3 separate regions of the Mus musculus genome follow, and regions 1 and 2 are each linked to region 3. Evidence: chromatin contacts called from public Hi-C and HiChIP or PLAC-seq data. All regions are on one chromosome and are shown on one strand. The core of a region is the stretch at or near the end of the contact, and the rest is flanking DNA. Distances in the headings are between cores, read along the strand shown. Region 1 overlaps Ncoa3 (nuclear receptor coactivator 3). Region 2 overlaps Sulf2 (sulfatase 2). Region 3 overlaps Prex1 (phosphatidylinositol-3,4,5-trisphosphate-dependent Rac exchange factor 1).

The links. Hi-C and Micro-C count contacts between places; a contact is called where the count stands out from the background. HiChIP or PLAC-seq counts read pairs in DNA pulled down with a chosen protein or histone mark.
Region 1: a contact with region 3 is called in an H3K27ac HiChIP or PLAC-seq map of microglia, with 7 times the contacts expected there. The contact joins two enhancer-like sites. A contact is called at or near these places in 2 of 115 datasets of contacts at active chromatin or transcription factors (microglia and regulatory T cell precursor).
Region 2: a contact with region 3 is called in a Hi-C map of bone marrow-derived macrophages, with 16 read pairs. The contact joins two enhancer-like sites. A contact is called at or near these places in 1 of 484 Hi-C or Micro-C datasets (bone marrow-derived macrophages) and 1 of 9 other capture datasets (embryonic stem cells).

The regions. Positions count from the first base shown.
Region 1 is chr2:166,020,672-166,024,809 of GRCm38.p6, reverse strand. All of the region lies in intron 1 of Ncoa3 (nuclear receptor coactivator 3), which reads right to left. Among named protein-coding and RNA genes, the nearest start is that of Ncoa3, 30 kb to the right of the region's middle. RefSeq lists an enhancer at 1,348-4,138. Within about 2 kb of position 2,344, at least 145 of the 459 cell types and tissues checked have an H3K27ac peak or open chromatin away from gene starts, as enhancers often do. A contact at or near this core is called in microglia and regulatory T cell precursor, where this site is marked.
Region 2 is chr2:166,114,054-166,117,975 of GRCm38.p6, reverse strand. It overlaps Sulf2 (sulfatase 2), which reads left to right. Exons shown (of 21, transcript NM_028072.5): 3 at 865-1,104. Among named protein-coding and RNA genes, the nearest start is that of Gm52534, 4.2 kb to the left of the region's middle. Within about 2 kb of position 1,870, at least 49 of the 459 cell types and tissues checked have an H3K27ac peak or open chromatin away from gene starts, as enhancers often do. A contact at or near this core is called in bone marrow-derived macrophages, where this site is marked.
Region 3 is chr2:166,629,262-166,633,218 of GRCm38.p6, reverse strand. The region is part of intron 5 of Prex1 (phosphatidylinositol-3,4,5-trisphosphate-dependent Rac exchange factor 1); the gene reads left to right. Among named protein-coding and RNA genes, the nearest start is that of Gm29679, 67 kb to the right of the region's middle. Within about 2 kb of position 2,223, at least 109 of the 459 cell types and tissues checked have an H3K27ac peak or open chromatin away from gene starts, as enhancers often do. A contact at or near this core is called in bone marrow-derived macrophages, microglia and regulatory T cell precursor, where this site is marked.

The DNA.
Region 1 (4,138 bases), core at 1,095-3,594, 610 kb after region 3:
TGGCATAGCTCAACAAGGGTATTCTAAGCAGATTTTAAATCAGTCTGGCTATGCAGCTAATTAGAGCCAATATCGACTCATATTTTTTTAAAAAGTCAATTCTCTAAGTCCTGTCATAACATTTTAAACAAGTAAGAACAGTCGATAGAAGTTACTAAGTTGGGGGCAGGAGAGGGGGCTCATTCAGCACTGGCTGCTCTTCCAGAGGACCCAGGCTTGATTTCCAGCACCCACATGGCAGCTCACAACTGTCTGTACAGTTCCAGGGGATCTTATGCCCTCTCCTGATCTCAGTGTGTTCTACCACATATGCTGCAGACATACATACAGGTAAAATATCTATACACATAAAATAAAATGCAAAGAAAGGAAGCTAGCTACTGTAAGAAACTCTGATCACCATCTGCTTTCCTCACAGGTAGCCTTGTCCCGGAGCAGCAGCAGTCCGGAGCTCAGGATGTAGGAGCTGGCCTTATGCTCCTGCCTCAGCTTCTGGAGTGCTGTGATTAAAGCCAGTGCTTCCCTGAGCCACTGTTCACTTAGTCCCCTTGTATTCATCACTTCCTTCCTGGTGGCTGTCTCTGAACCCTTCCCACTGGCTCAGCTACAGGGTTCACACAGTACGCACAGAGGACAGAATCCAGAGCTTGAGTTACCTTCCCAACACTGCCCCCCAACAAAAATTGAGTTACAGGTATGTGGGATGGCTCAGTAAGTAAAGGCACTTGTCACCAACCCTGGCAACTGAGTTAAATCTAGGTCCCTCCATTATGGAAACAGAACCAACTGTAAAAGTTATCCTCTGACCTCCACATATACCCTATGGACATATACATAATAAAGGATGAATAAAAAATTTAATTTTGCCGGGCGGTGGTGGTGCACGCCTTTGATCCCAGCACTCAGGAGGCAGAGGCAGGTGGATTTCTGAGTTCAAGGCCAGCCTGGTCCACAAAGTGAGTTCCAGGACTGCCAGGGCTATACAGAGAAACCCTGTCTCGAAAAAAAAATTAATTTTATATTTTTTCTTAAAAGTTAGGAAGAAAGGAAGTTAGTTCACTGGTTAGTTAGGAGGAAGGAGTGAGTTAGTTAAGGGCTGGAGGGATGGCTCAGCAGTTTAGAGCACTGGCACTCTTTGGAGGACTAAGATTCCTAGCAGCACAGGTGCCTCAACCATCTGTAACTCTAGTGCCAGAGACCTAACATCCTCTACTGGATTCTGAGGGCACTCAATGCACATGATGCACATATAGACATGCAAAACACAAATAGAAACCTTTGGGAAAGATGCTGAGAATAATCACACAATGATCTAATGCAGTTTTTTAAAATGCAATGCATGGATATAGGTAAGAAAGCCAGGCATGGGAACATGGCTGTAATAACTGTTCTCTGTGAAGTTAAGCCATGACTGTCCTGAGTTTGGGGCTGGCCTGAGCTACATAATGAGTTCAAGGCCACCCTGATTGATAGACACACATACACAAATGCGCTGTGGAATGTATAACTGTATTTTTTAAATTTTTTTATTGTTTTATGGCAGGGTTTCATCTATACTAGACTTGCCTCAAAGTAAGCTTACTATTACACAAAGATTGCCTGCCTCCACTTTCTGAGTGTGCACCACTAAAATTGACTTTAGCAAAGATAATCCAATTTTACTATACAAACCAGTGACTCTGCAAAGTCACAGTGGGCATGGGGACCAGCATTCTTCATAGGGAAATGAAGTGCAGTTACTTGAGCAGGTTCCCAAACCAAGAAGGATCAGGGTATGTCCAATAGCCTCTCTTGTAGATCATATCACGCCATACCACAATTGTTTTGGTTTGGTTTAATTTCATTCATTCATTCACTCATTCATTCATTTATTCATGTATTTAGAAGGCATGCATATGGAGGCCAGGACAAACCCATAAGAGTCATGTAGGTCATGGGGATCAAACTCAGGTAGTCATGCTTGGCAGCAAGCTCCTTGACCCACTGAGCCCTCTCACTGCCCTAACAGCTGACATGGATTTAAATCATCTCTGCTTTTCCATTAGCAAAATAATCGTCTAAGAGCACACTGCTTCAGAAATAGGAGAAAGGAGACAATTACTAGCTGGTGAGTATTACATGGAATATTTACAGATCTCACGAGAGAGAGCTCAGTGTAAAATATCTGACTAGATACTGTACAGGAGTCAGCTCCCTGTGAGAAGGAATCTGTCTAATGCCGAAAGCACAGCTACCAGTTAGAGTGTAATTAGCTTAAAAAAAAACCGAAGTCAGTCAGGTGTGTGAGCGGCATTTACTATTTGTTCCCTTTGTACAGGAAGCACTCAGCTCTGATCTCAAAGTCACCTTCAAGCACTAACGGAAGCACAAGGCTGATTCCTCCTTGCCCAGAACAAAACCCACAGCAAAGACCAACGTAAGGGGACATTTCTCTCCACGTTTTCCTTCCCCAAGAAACAGCTTTATAAACCATATGACGTTCATAATGAAAAGATTACAATTTAGAAACCGAGGAGAAGAAAAATTAACAGGAGCATGAGACAAAAAGAGCACATGCCCTGATACAGAAGCCTCTGAAATTGCTTTTGGAAAAACATGGGACAATCATCTAATTATCAGATGAAACAAACTACAACTTAGAGCTCAATTTACCAGAGGAATAAATACTAAGGCACTCTGTATTACACTTGTAAATGAATAAATACCAAGGGAGGTATGGCAGACGTTCTAAATGCAATCAAGTTAAGTTGTTGTTTTTAAATCGGGCATTATAATCTATAGCTTTATAGATTTGCCACTAACCTCCTAATCTGGCAGGTTAAATTTCAACATTCAAAGTACTGGTTAGGTTTTCTAGAAATGGTCCAGTAAGTTGACATAATAATTAACGCTGTTTGATCTACAAAATCTGAGTACTCAGTGCTGAGAGTGATGAGTGACCTTGAGGCAGCTCTTGGAAGGCAGTCACCATGGCAACGCTTCCACAAAAGTGCCTCATCCTCAGCAAAAGGCCCAACCCAGAGCATAAGGATCTTTAAAGCAGAAAACCTCCGCCCTCACCCACAGCCTAGCAAGGGGTCACAGTTTCTTTTAAAAAGTCTCTACATCAACCTTCCTGATTATTCTTTCAGAGAAAATACAAATTAGCTTCACAGCCATTTATCTGGTCTGGCAACAAAACAAAACAAACAAAACAAAAACTATCTTTTATTTGCTAAATGGGAAGAATTCATTTTGTTTTGGAAAAATATGTTTCAATACAATTAGTACCATTTTACTGTTTTTCGTTCAGGAATGGTAACACAGTGGTAATCTCAGGGCTGAGAAGTCTGAGGCAGGACAACAGGCAGTAGGATGCTAGCCCTGGGATATATGCTGCATTAAAGGAGAGAAAGAAGGGCCACACAGGGGCAGGACACTGGAGTGGGAAGACATTATCTTCCAGCATGCACTTAAAGAAGGAAGCACAAAGGAAGCAGATTTCAGCCCAGACACAGAGTGCACTCATGACTGTCTACATACACCACGGCTTGCTACACTTAGTGTTCTGATGACGCTGTGTTCCCAGCTCCCTCCAGCAGTGCTTCCTGAAAGCCGGGAGGAGTCATTTTATTATCACAACAGTCAGCAGAACCTCAGCACCAGATACTGAACAATTTCACAATTTTCTCACAGAGCTACCAAAGCATTCCTGAAAAGCTGTGTCCAGAACAGCTAATGTTTTTCAGCCTAAATACAAAGATCTTATCGACTTTTCCATTTTTACTGTATATAATCTATTTGTTCATTCTTTCCTACCCCACCCCATTTACCATTAGTTTGCAAAGCCATGAGTACTGACTGATGAGATGACTGTGTGGGGAAAGGAATTTCCCCCCCAAAACTGCTAGGGCAGACATGAAAGAAGGTGCACACAACGTGCAAGCTGGTATACATGGAGGGCTGCAGGCCAACTGGAGCCTCATAATGAGAAACTATGCAGGGTTTTGTTGTCATTTTTTGAGACAGGACCTTTCTATGTAGCCCTGGCTGCCTGGAACTGCCTATGTAGACCATAGTGGCCTCAAGTTCACAGTCATCTGCATAGCCTCTGCCTCAAAGTGCTAGGACTAAAAGTATGTGCTACCACACCTAGCAA
Region 2 (3,922 bases), core at 621-3,120, 510 kb after region 3:
CTCAATGCTTGGTGTGGGTAAAGGGCCTATCACAGTCATTTAGGGGGATCAGAAGCCCAGGAGCTGAAGGTCCAGCATATGGAGGGTCCTGAAGCTGTTTATATACAGCTCTGTTTTTTATGTCCAGGAGCTCTGTTTATGTACAAAACATGGTTTGAATCTAGACTCAAGGTACTTCAAAGTAGGTTTGTACCCAGTACAACTGTCTAGGGGGACTGAGACCAGGGCCTTTCTGGTTGGGTTGGCTTGGGAGCAGGGTCTGGCCCATGCAAGCCCATGGATTTCCTAAGGATCTGGGGAGTCCAGGAGATGGAGAGCCCAGGATATAAAGGGTCTAGGAGCTAAAGAGGCACAAGAGCTGGAAGTCCAGGAGCTCTTAGGCAGATAGGTTAGCTTTAAGGGTAGCGAGATATAGACTTCAAATGCATACAGGAGGCACCCTAGATGAGGCTACAAGTGTAGAGAGACTGGCTGGGGCTTGGCTAGACTAGACTTCAGTTCAGTGGATAATTCTTGGGAAACTTCTAAACAAAACGAAACCTAATTCTATCTGCATTTGTGACTGCTTTAAAAAAATCTGTGTATATTAGCACTCTGAAGAAAAGACACCCTGTTTATGTACAAAATAGGGTTTGAGTCAGACTCAAGGTACTTCAAAGCAGGTTTGTACCCAACGCCACTGTCTAGTGGCACTGAGACCAGGGCCTTCCTGGTTGGGTTGTGGGTGAGGAGTATGGCCCATGTAAACCCTTGGATTTCCTAAGCTTGCCCACAGTTCCAGGCTCAGGATTGGAAGCCCCTTAAAGAGCTCCCCCGCCCCCCCCCAAGCAGGCCACATGACTCACCAGTACCCTCTGCTTGCAGGCTCCATGCAAGTGATGAACAAGACAAGGCGTATCATGGAGCAGGGCGGGGCGCACTTCATCAATGCCTTCGTGACTACACCAATGTGCTGTCCGTCTCGCTCCTCCATTCTCACCGGCAAGTACGTCCACAACCACAACACCTACACCAACAATGAGAATTGTTCCTCGCCCTCCTGGCAGGCCCAGCACGAGAGCCGCACCTTCGCCGTGTATCTCAACAGCACAGGCTACCGGACAGGTGAGGACCAGAGTAGGGCACTGTTGGGGCCTGCTCAAGGGACAGACAGGTGGCCTCTTGTGCCCTCAGCTTCCCTGGGTGCGACGTCCACACTGCACTGGTCCCCAAGATAACTCTGGGTTATGCCCAGAAAAGGTTTCACTTCCCAGTGAGGTTTCCAGTTTATTTCTATGCACACATAGTAGATGTGTCTGAAGAAGGTTCAGAAAACCACCTTTTCAAAGAAACTAGAGTTTTAAAAAAATGGAGAGTCCAGGGAGATTGTGAATTCTCTGACAGGGAGGTCACGAGATATTCCTTGCATGCATGAGTTTGAGGTTTCTGTGTTTAAAACTGATTTATTGACTGAGACCATCTGCATGAGAGAAGGTTCCAGAATGTTGAGGTTGGAATTAGAGAACGGACAGACATGGGGGACTCACCAGTTTATTGTGGGAGTAACCAAGATGACGAAGGGGTTGCCATGGTGAGAGAGACCTTTGACTGTGCTGTTATTTGTGTCAGGATGTCCTTGTTGCCTACTTGAGGGAGACACTGTGGCGAGTTCGAAAGGCCGCCCGCTAGGCTGGCACCTAAGGTCAAGCTGTAATCCCAGCCCAGCCACCTCGCCCTTGCCAAATCCTCCAGACTCAACTCATTGAACTTGCTTGAGTTTGAAAGAAAAAAAACAAGAATTCCCCACCTTGGCGAGCAGCCTGGGGCTGTTGTGAAACCAGATGATATGGCTCAGGCTCAGATGTCGCAAGCCCGTGACGCTACATTGTTTTGAGTGGGAGTGAGGAAGGGCCGGGCACCTCCTGTAGCTGATCTGCAGCCATCATCCATCAGGGCTGGGCAGGCTTTCAGATGCCCAGTGGGAGTGGGTGGGACTGTGTACTCCCTACATGCTCCTCCCACCACAGGATCATCCCCAGAACAGGTTCAGCTATAAAAACCAGCTCCCCTACATGGGCAGGTCATCATGGGAGTGGAGGTGCAGACCCCGATGGCTTGGGGTCCCCACAGAAAGCGCGTGTTAGAGGTCTCGTAGGCCAGTGCTTCAGATGGTTGGGAAGCCTGGAACGCTGTTGGGGTGGGGATAGGCAGGGACATAGCAAGGCGGCGGCTCCTATTGGAGGGTGCAGCTGCCATTCAGGGCTAGAAACTCCATCTTTAAAAACTGAATACTGTGGGCCAAAGATGTATCTATGGGCCGGTATGGCTCAAGCACCCTGAACAGCTCTGGCTGGAATGTTTATATGAAAACAGATGAATAGGGGCTGGAGAGATGGCTCAGTGGTTAAGAGCACCGTCTGCTCTTCCAGAGGTCCTGAGTTCAATTCCCAGCAACCACATGGTGGCTCACAACCACCTGTAATAGGATCTGATGCCCTCTTCTGGTGTGTCTGAAGACAGCGACAGTGTATGCACATACATAAAATAATAAATCCTTCAAAAAAAAAAAAGAAATTGTTTAAAAAAAAAAAAAAAAAGAAAACAGATGAATAGTGAGGCCCCCAAAGTGTTCATCAGGCCTGTCACCTGGAAAGCAGAAAGACCACTCCTCCCACAAAGACTCCTGGGAGAAACATGAAATGGAAAGTTTGTGTGGCATAATCAAAACAGAAAACAGAGGCCACGGGAACGCAGAGACATGGGGACAGTCCGTCAAACAAAAGGGGAAATTACTAATCCCAAAAACACTATGGGATTTATGATGGAGCGAAAGCCCATATCAGAGTCACATGGGAAACAGAAAGAAAGGAATGACCATCAAAGTAGACAGTCACCAAACCAGGTGCGCCATCCAGCTGCTGGGGAGGCTGATGCAGGAAGGTCATAATTCAGGGTTACTGGGGCTAAGCAGTGACACTGCATCTCAAAATGAAACATCCAACGTGGACTGAGGATGTAGCTCAGTGATGATACTTGTATGGCGTATGTTCATTTTTTACGGTACAAGCCCCAGGGACAAATCAGTACTCCAGCCTGGTTGTCGGTCAAACCCTATATCCATTTGAGCATCTAAGGAAGGTAACTGAGCTGAGTTTAAGTCTGGCAGAGGGAATGGGGGTACCTGCTGCTTATGGCTCTCATCTAAATTCATTGCTGTCTTGGTGGCCTTGATCCAAGAGCAGGTCTACAGATCAGGTTCTCGTTTCTCCTTACTTCCCATCGGTGAGAAACAAGATATGTGAGTGTGAGCACTCGTGGCTGCAAAAGAGCCTGGGATATGTAGTCTTTACGCTGGGTAGGTCTTTGTACCACTGAAAACAGATCCTGAAGGGGGAGACCCTCAGTCACAGCCACAGCTCTTAACTGTTCGTGTTTGTGACGCCCTTGAATCCAGAAGGTCAGCTGAGCTTAAAGGACAGATGCCAAAATTCACAGTGCAGGGGGATGTTAACAGAGCCGGTTTAAAAAAATGAAGCTACAGCTGGGCTTAGTAGTACAAGCCTGTAATCCCAGTTCCCAGGATGGAGTCCAGAGGGTCAGGAGTTCAAGGTCAACCTCTGCTATATATTTAGTTTGAGGATAGCCAGAAAGGGAGGAAGAAAGGGAGGGGTGGAGGGAGATGGGGTAGGAGAGAAAAGAAAAGAAAGCTACCTGGCCTGATACTGCATCCCTGCATTTCCCAACACTAAGGGATTCAAAAACAAAAATGGAACAAAAATCGGGATGGGAGAGATTGCACAGCAGGTGAGAGCACTGGCTTTTCTTCTAGGGACTGAGGTTCAGTTCCCTGCACCCACGTGTCGGCTGACAACCACCTGTAACTCCAGTTCTGGGGCATCTAACACCTTCTTCTGACCTCCTCAAGCCCCATGCACACGGATGG
Region 3 (3,957 bases), core at 974-3,473:
TCTGCTGTTCTCTGGGCTTCCACAACCAACTTCATCTCTAGCGAGGCAGCAGATGGCTGTAGGCATCTGGACTCACACCCTGTCAAGTTTAAAGTCAGCAGAAGACAGTGAGTTTCTCTCTTGGAGTTCTGACGGACAGCCCGAGAGTCACTCCGGCTGTGGCCAGCCATCTGGGGCTGAGGGAATGGTGTATTCCAAATGGTTTGGATTTGAGTCATGTGGTTTGACGTTAGCCAATCATGGGAAACTTTGGCTTAGCCCTCTGATCTTCTTCCAACCTCCTTAGACCATTGCTTTTCCCTTGGTCATTAGCCACTGGGTAGTGCTATGCTCTGATTGGCTAAGATGGGACCCACATTCTGCTCTAGTCCAATAGCAGTGTGCAGAGCAGGACTGTGTTCTGATTGGCTGAGATCTGGGTCAGGTGCTCTGCCCCTGAACCTATTACTTTTTACTCAGACTTGAGCCTTAAGCCAGTTACTGAAACCCATATGCCACAGCCCCAAGGAGGGACAGACAGGCTGGCACCAAAACCTGGGCTCTGCTGGCGGGGCATGGGATGACTAGGAAAGCCACCCATGCACCTGCTGTCACCTTCCCTGCTAGCCACCTTGGCCTGGTCTTGCCCGAGCGGTCCAGGGCAGCTCTGACCCTTGACAGCTTCATCCTCAGCTTCAGAACCGACAGGCAGGCAGGTCCCAGGCTGCGTGGATGGCCCTGTCCCCATCTGCTGCTTGGTTCTGTTTTCCCAGACTTTACGAATGGTGGCTGTTGGCTAGTGCCAACCCTGACTCTGTCCCGACGCCTGTCTGATGGCTGGCTTGTGGGGCTTCCTGCCGGCAGGCTAATCTAACTGACTGCCCATGCCTCGTTCTTGAACCTGCTCGCAGGGGCTACTTCTGTCTTTGTTCCATGAACTGCAGGGAGGGTAAGGATGGTGCTGAGGGAAATCTCAAGGTGAATGACCCTGAGCATCTGAGCTGACAGCATCCTGGAGCTGTCAGCACTGCTGGGGTCATGGTTCTTCTGTGTGTGTGGACACCGGAGGCCAATCTTGGGTGTATGTATTCTTCAGAGCCATCTATCTGTCTTTGAGATAGAGCGCCTTAGTGGGACCTGGACCTTAGCCTGCCTGGCTGTGGAGCTCCAGGAGCCTGCCTTCCTGTCTCTGTTTCCCCAGCACAGTGCTTACAAGCGTGTGTCACCACACCTGGCCTTTGTGTGAGTGCAGAGGTCCCAGCTTGCATCCTGAGGTCGGACCCTTTTTCTTCCACAGCAGGACTGAGCCGTCTCTCCAGCCCACGCAGCGTGCTGTGCTAACACATGAAGCTGTGGGAGTGGGGCTCAGCTCTCCCTGTGTTTCCTCCGGCCATGGCCGCTTGGACCTCTGAGGGACTCCCCAGGAAGCTCAGCTGCATCCTCCTGTGACTTCAGTGAGGGCCCGGGCAGTGGACAGACTGGGCTCTGAAGCTGCAGGCGGATCTGGCCATGGAGCCTGAGCTGTCCCTTGGAGGTGGTGCCCCTTGGTCTGTCCCCTACCCTTTTGTTTTGCATTCACACTAGTCCTTAGTTCTCAGAAAGACACAGGTTGTGGGGTTTAGAGAGAGATTGGGGAGACCAGGGCCAGATCCAGCAAGTAGTTTGCTCTTGTAACTCATGAGCTGAGAACTTGTGCTTTTGCAAAGCTTTGAAACAGAGGGGAAAAAAAAACCCTCAACCTCCCACCCCTAAGGCAAACCAAAGCGAGCAGGAGGATGTGCTGCTGATGGCAAGCCTGGCTGCCCACTCTCTGGCCCTGTCGAGCACCTCGATGGTCCTGTGTTGGTGCTGGGCTTGGTAGTCCATGGCTGCCCACCCCTCAGTGGTCCTGCCTTAGGGCTGGGCTTGGTAGTCCACGGCTGCCTGTGTGAGCGAGAGTTGCAGCTGTGCAGTTTATTAGTGCCAGCTCTTGAGTCAGTCATGCCACTCCTTATGCCTCAGTTTCTCCTTTGTAGTGCAGAGCTTGTAACCATGGTGCTTCTCAGTTTGTTATGCAGTGAGGGCACACCCCTGCAGTGTAGTCAGGAGGGTGGGCGAGGCCTTAGGGACACAGAGAAGGGACATAAATGGCTGTGCCAGAGCACATGAGCTGCTGCTGCTGCTGCTCAGTCCCATTCTAGAGTCTTATCCCTGGCTCTGAAATCAGGGGTAAGAAGCAGCAGGCCCGGGAGCTCAGCTGCCCCCATGCTTGGGGGTGAAGTTTGTAGGGCTCGTCAGTTCCCTAAACGAGGCCTGAGAGGCTTCATGGCTCAGTGGTGTGTCCGGTTTTCTGGGTTATAAACCTTGATCATCTGACCCTTGAGAAAGAACCCTTATTTGCAGCCCCAGAGCTGAGCCGAACTGCTAACCCTTTGGTTTCTGGGTCCTGACCAAGTCCGGGGTCACAGGAGCTTGCAATGAAGCAGGTTTATTGATACATATCAGTAACCCAGGTGGGAAGACCTGTGTGGCTTCAGAGCTTGGTGGACCTGGGGCCTGTTCCTTTTTCTCTAGAGCCTGGGGTTTAGTCCCATAGGGCTCTTGCCCCAGGAAGATGGAGGCAGCTGGGGCAAACCGCTGGCTGCTTCTGCAGGAAGCACCCACAGGAAGTGGTGGAGGTCTGGCCTTGCCCTCTTGACAGCTGTGCACACTGCTGCTCTCTCTTCTGCATGTATCGGGAGCTTGGGGACTGCTGGGGACCAGCCAGCAGGGCCCGAGATTCCTGTGGAGACATGCACACTCCCTGACAGACAACTGCTCAGTGTCCCCCGCCTTGGCTCCTGCCACTGGAACATTTGCATCAGCAAGCAGCAGGGCTGAGGGCCCTTTACACCCTCCTGGGAGGCCTGCTTTGCTCACAGTTTCCAGGGCTTTCTAAAAGATGACCCTGCGAGCGCAGCAGCTGACTCCAACCCCAGCCCGTCCCCTCAGATGGCAAACATGTACCCGCAGATGTCCTCCGTTTTGTGAGGCCCCTTGTTCCCGCTGAACTCCCGGTGGTACAGGCTGCAGGGTTGGGGAGCCTGGGGTGGGAGAAGAGTAGGCAAGAGTGAAAGCCTTTTGGGAACAGCCCCCAAAGCTGAACTTGAACACTGCCTAAGAATAGCCGGAACGTTCTATTTTGGCTCTTCAGCCCGGGCTCAGGATAGACAGTTGGCATTTTCAAGCTTTATTGAGTTTTCCGTCAATGTTTCCAGGGAGATGATTCAGAGTTGGGGTGACGACGCCTTGATATGTAGCAAGCTGGTCCCTAATGGGAACCCAGCCTGACACTGGACCTTTTGATTGTCTGCCGATGGTACCCGACCCTTGCTGTGGCTCTGTCCTGACCTGGCTGCTGACATAGCCTTGGATCCACAGCTGGAGTAACAGACTCCAGCCTGAGCCTTCTGAGTCTCCCACTGATGGATCTATAAGGATCTTGGTGTCATGGGTCTTATCCCTGTGTGTCTGGCTTTTGTCACTTGTGGCCTGGGTTTATACTTTCTATCCCTTTTCATGACTGAGTAGTATTCCCCTGTGAGCTGGGCTGTACCTTACTGTTCATTCATTGACTGGTGGACATTTAGGAGCAACACTGCTATGATCATCCACAGCTCTTAACAACCCACCCCCACCCCGGTCTCCCTGCATGCTGGCTCTCATCTTCCCAAGAATGGCTCCCCTCCTATCCTACCTTCTGTCTCCATTCCAGGAATCAACACTTCATGCTGGTGGTCTCTCAGGCCAAGCCTTGTGTTATCTATGTCCCCCAACTTGCTCTCCCTCCATTTCAGTTGGTGAAGAAGTCCTGTTGACTTCCCCATGGAGCCTGCCCAGGGCTGGCTGCTTGCTAAGCCTGCCCTCTGCCTTGCCCGAGGCTGTTTCCAGTTCCATCAGGTTTCCTTGCTTTCACCCCAGCCTCTGCCTCAGCCCCTGGCCCTCCTACCCTGAAAGTAT